2 separate regions of the Danio rerio genome follow, and region 1 is linked to region 2. Evidence: chromatin contacts called from public Hi-C data. All regions are on one chromosome and are shown on one strand. The core of a region is the stretch at or near the end of the contact, and the rest is flanking DNA. Distances in the headings are between cores, read along the strand shown. Region 1 holds the start of tmem30b (transmembrane protein 30B). Region 2 holds the start of ythdf2 (YTH N6-methyladenosine RNA binding protein F2).

Region 1 (2,700 bases), core at 81-2,580, 670 kb before region 2:
AAATCCACCTGGATCCTGTTTTTTTCCCCTGTAGTAAAGGCTTACCTCCAGCACTTGGATGGTCTGTGAGGTCAGAAACAAGCCAACACCGATCCCTATGAAGGCCAACCCAATGACTAGAAAACCAGGAATGACAATGCCAGCGGAGAGTATGGGCTGCCATGCCGGGAGACGTTGCTGTGTGAAGGCTGTGTTGTCAGGCCGTTGGGCCGTCTCTCCCTCATTCTTCATCCTACTGTTCTCTGAAAGGGGGAACAAGACATTGCAAGTAAATTATGTATAAGACATGGAAAAAAGATAAGAGACAAATTAAAAAAAATCTTTCACTGAATTTACTGCACTTATGTTAGGTAAGATATAAAAGTTTGTTTCAATAATAAATGTCTGATAACATTTCTTCTAAATTACAAACAAAAAGAGTCTCATTTAGAGTTTTGTTTTCTTGTTCCAAAAAAGGACAACTGGCCAGAATAACAAGTGCTTTTATTTGTTGTGACTGAAAATAAAAGTTATTTCACTAAATGTATTTCTTAAGTCTTCTGTATTTAAAACATTTTTATTGTGTAGTCTAAATAAATAAATAAATGTCTGAAACATGGCTCCATTTGTTTTATTTTTTTGGGAAAAAAGCTTAATTTTAAATTTGAAAGATATGCCAATAGTGTACTGAATGTGTAAAGTTGAAAGTTGAAGAAAAATGTACTAAAACACATTTAAAAAAAAATGTAAATCCTGAGAAACAGAGTTTTCAAGAAGTCTTAATTATTTTCATGGTAGTATATTTAAAATAATGAATCAATATAATGGACAAGAGGTCACAGTACAGTACAAAAAACTGCAGAGCCAATTGTAAATTGTAATTGTATAGCAACATCAACAGTTATATTGCTAAAACTCCACAGAACAGAATGAAGTGTTTAAACAATTTCTATTATAAGCAAACACCAATTTTGATTGGCTGATTGAGTCACAAATAATGTTACGTATAAATTGTTTTGGTTTGTTACATTTGACTAAAAAGTAATGTGTTTATTATTAATTGACCAATGTATGTCTCTTAACGGTCTTCTTCTAATAACTTATTTTGATTACAGTTAAGGTTAATTCCCTTGAGAGTAACCGACAGTAAAACAACAACCGATGACAATCGCAGGAAAACAAACAAACCCGTGCTTCAAAAACCTCAATCACTGATGATCACAGTTTTAAGAGTAGGAGTCTTAAAGCCATAGAAAACAAAACTCACCTCAAAAAAGAGTTTGGCGTTTGCAGTGCGGCTTTTCTTAGATGCCCTCTTTTATAAAATCGTAAATTACATCGAAAAACAAAAGACACACCTTCACAAAGTCCCGTACCTGTTTTACTTGTTCAACACCTGGGTCAGCTTTTCCGCCTTTCGTATGCTCCTCCTATTTCACATACGTCACACCGCTGACCCCTCCCGGATTAGACTGGTGGTTTAATTATTTTTAGATGATATATATCGTTTAGACATATATCGTTTATTTTACAGTCTATGGTTTAGACATCTAAACTTGATATTAACTGGCTAATATTAGTTTCATAAAATTCTGAATTTGCAGCTTGTAGACATGTTTTTATAAAAAATTGTTTAATATGATATAGTATTCAGCATGTTAATCTTTCAGATTATGTTAGTGTAGGCGACTTAATTATAAATTATTTTAAGACAATCTGTGTCACCCTAGCATGTTTACTGGGGTTCTCTGATGATCCCGAATTTACATTTTATGTTGTTGATTCAGAGTATACATTTTGCATACAGGTGAAACGTGCAAGCAGAATTTGTATAACCTACTAGACCTTACTTTCCGCAACATTTGATTGATGGTATTTTTAGCCAATTACAATGCTGAACGATTAAGATCCCACCCGTTTACTTTCAGCGTCTACTCTGATTGGCTGTGTGATTCCAGCAGGGACAGTCGTCTGTTTCTTTGTGTGAAACCCCCCACAGCAGCGAGGAGGTAAATATGAAAAATATTATTTTTTCATATATAAACAAAGCCTAACACGTAAAATGAGATTAACGCATACCAGTTACAAACATTTAGTATGATTTACACTAAAATTAGCAAAGAGGAGCTTGAATGTTTTAAATAACGTTAGTTGTGTAAGCATTATGAAAAGCTCGTGCCGCTAGCAATAGCATTTTAGCTAGCCACTGCATCAGAACATCAGTTGACGTTATTCCCTTATTTCATCATAGTTTCAAAATATGTTTTATTTGAACGTTTTATGAAAAACATTTTTAATAGCTTAGCTAACATTCAGAGCTGCGATTGATGTTCTGATCATAAATTTGTGGATTTTCTTCTCTGCTAACGTTAGCACAATTAAAACATCTAAACTGTTTAAGATACATTAACGTTACAGGTGTAAAGCTAAACACCGATAAAGGCAATTATGTTCATGTCGAATTTTAATGCAGGTCAAACATCTGTTTATTTGGGTATAATGCTAGAGCATTTGTGAACGTTGTGTAACGGTTTGTTCACGATCTGTTGAGCAGAGATATTGAGCCAAAATATAAACAATACGTTCAGTAATAATACATAATCATAATGAACATGTGATCATTACTCGTATAGGCTCCTTTCAAAGTAATTTGTTTGTTTACAAACGGCAGGTGCACAACGTCGACATTAAACGTATGCAAACCTCATGTTGTTTTGATGA
Region 2 (2,700 bases), core at 70-2,569:
ACGTCCACGACTGTCTCTCTGATATAACATAAATGTGCTGCGTAATCAGGGCGACATCTAGCGGCTCACAGGTGACAGTGCATATTTTAATCGTGACTTTTTTTTAGTTCATAAAGCGCACAAACACAAAGTAAACTCATTATAATAACATAACAATCGGGTTTTATTAACGTCTTTAGTGCAACAACCAAAATTGCAGAGTGAGAGCTGATAAAAAAGACAAAAGTGTGGATATTTTACTGCACTGTGTAGTAAATTGAGAATTAATTTTGATATAAAAAAGTGAATTAGACGATTTATTTGAAAAACACTGTGTCATTTACTTTTATTTTATTTAACCCTATTCGTGTATTTAATTAAATTATCCTTATTTTGTATTTGTAATATATCAGTAGGGGCAGTAGGTTGTGCTGTCGCCTCACAGCAAGAAGGTCGCTGGTTCAAGCCTCGGCTGTGTCAATTGGCGTTTCTGTGTGGAGTTTGCATGTTCTCCCCGCGTTCGTGTGGGGTTCTTCCGGGTGCTCCGGTATCCCCCACAGTCCAAAGACGTGGTAAGCTAAATTGTCCGTAGTGTATGTGTGTGAATGAGAGTGTATGGGTGTTTCCCAGTGTTGGGTTGCAGCTGGAAGGGCATCCAATGCGTTAAACATATGCTGGAAAAGTTGGCGGTACATTCTGCTGTGGCGACCCCTGATTAATAAAGGGACTAAGCTGAAAAAAAATTCATGAATGAATTTATCAATATCAAAATCTGAATTTGATATAAAACCAAATGGATTTATCAATCTGCTAATTTGAATAATGATAAAATGATTACAAATGCGAAAATAATGATAGCCGTATAATCATGACATAATACAATGTAAATTAAATAATTGCACATGAAATAAATTTCGAATTTAGAACGCATAAATAAAAACAGATTATTCAAAAAAGCTAATAAATACAACATATAGGTATTCAAACAAACAATAAAGAAATTAAATTGTGATTAAATCACTGAATACAGTGATGATTACTTGAAAATGTAACTTAAAATAAATTAAATATTCGTATACTAAATACATATACTTTGAACATTTTGATAATTTTATGAGTCGGATTTTTTCTCAGTTTAAATCCCTTGCCTTAGCTACATTTACCCCTTTAGGATCGCCACGGATTATCATTTTGGTGGGACTTGAATTTGGACCCACTGTCGTTCATTCATTACCTTCACCTCCTCCCAGCCGCAGTGTGGCGCTATACCGCCGGGGATAAACGTGTGGCGGCATCTCGGCCATGTTGAAGTGTGGAGGAACTGCAGCCCGCCATTGTGTGTCTGATCTGCAGCTGTAGCGAGAGAGAGGGAGAGAGAGAGACTCGGGCGCAAAGACTCTAAAAACACACACATTTCCCGTTGACTTTAACCCGCAAACAAACGCGCAGTCTAACACACAGGCACCGGGGAGTGAGAAATGTCAGCCAGCAGCCTTCTGGAGCAGGTAAACAGAGGCACTTTGTGAACATTGAGCAGAAGTGGCGTCGAGGCGGGTTTTTTTTCTCTCTCGCAGCGCGAGTTCAGGCCTGAGCTTCATATAAACCTTCATTTATTCTCCCTCTTTCCTCTCCAAACTCACTCCTTCATGAATCACCTGGACCCAATCCAGAGACCGAAAGGCCAAGCAAACAAAGGTAGGTGAAGTGTGTGTCGTTTTAGCGCTGTAGATAACGAGAGTCTCGTGCTGGTTCTCCTGCTAGCAGGCCGTGTGTTCAAACCAATTCCGCTATCAAATCAAACCGTGTAACCTGCTCAGAACAGACACCCGTGGGTTTAAAGGATAAGTATGTCTTATAGTAGATGATCTGGTTGACTTTAGTGTTATTGATCCGATAAAGAGCTGGTGTTTTGGAGCCCACGCTAGTTAGCCGCTTAGCACAGCGCTAAGGCCGAGTGCAGCAGAACGCGTGACACTCCGAAGCACCTGAACACCCACATACACTACAGCTTTCGCTCTTTTTAGACGCTTGTTTAAAGTGTAGCGGTGGAAGGGTCCCGCATACCCATAGACCACCCCCGCTACCGGTGGGCAACAGGCGGGGGGTTAACATGCCGCCGGGGGACCTGTTGAGGGGATTTTCAGCACCCCAGTCTGTGTCAAGCTTTCACAATCCAGTTGCGTGTTGAATCAGTCTATTTAACACGTGCATTTAATGTGACAGCTTTTAGTTCTTTATTTTTAGTCTATTTCTAATCCTTTTGCATACGGTGCATTCTTGACACAAATTCATTTAAAAAGCCATTTGGTGTTTAATCGATTATTACGTACTTTAAGGAAAATGATACAGAATAAAATAGTTTAATCATAGTTGTAGTGACTACATGACTGCACAGACAACCGATCCTCAGATGCAACAATGGCTGTTATAAAGAATCATCTCCGTTTAAAGTCTTTCACAATGTTAAAACTACAATTAGATTTTAATTGCTAAAATTATTTAATTATATTGTAAAGTAGATTTTAAAGAAAAAAAATAAGCAAACTGTTTCAAAATTAATTTTAATATATTTAAACATGCATGACGGGAAACATGCAGTTAAAATTAAGTACAGCTGTTAATACAGTGCCACTTTAGACAACTTTTTTTAATAGAGACATCCTTGGTCAACAAAATGTGCTTCTTTGAAAACAGTGTTGTACTTGCATCATTTACCCTTGT

The links. A called contact is a pair of places that touch in the nucleus more often than the background predicts.
Region 1: a Hi-C map of hematopoietic stem cells shows a contact between it and region 2, with 2.2 times the contacts expected there. The contact joins the promoter of tmem30b here to the promoter of ythdf2 in region 2. A contact is called at or near these places in 2 of 18 Hi-C or Micro-C datasets (caudal fin and hematopoietic stem cells) and 1 of 4 datasets of contacts at active chromatin or transcription factors (embryo).

What each region holds. Positions count from the first base shown.
Region 1 is chr17:29,584,305-29,587,004 of GRCz12tu, reverse strand. tmem30b (transmembrane protein 30B) reads right to left here and starts at 1,330. Exons shown (of 8, transcript NM_001002179.1): 1 at 1,247-1,330; 2 at 46-242. The coding sequence starts at 231. It overlaps kdm1a (lysine (K)-specific demethylase 1a), which reads left to right and starts at 1,963. Exons shown (of 21, transcript NM_001242995.1): 1 at 1,963-1,988.
Region 2 is chr17:28,910,890-28,913,589 of GRCz12tu, reverse strand. ythdf2 (YTH N6-methyladenosine RNA binding protein F2) reads left to right here and starts at 1,319. Exons shown (of 4, transcript NM_200250.1): 1 at 1,319-1,484; 2 at 1,650-1,674. The coding sequence starts at 1,458.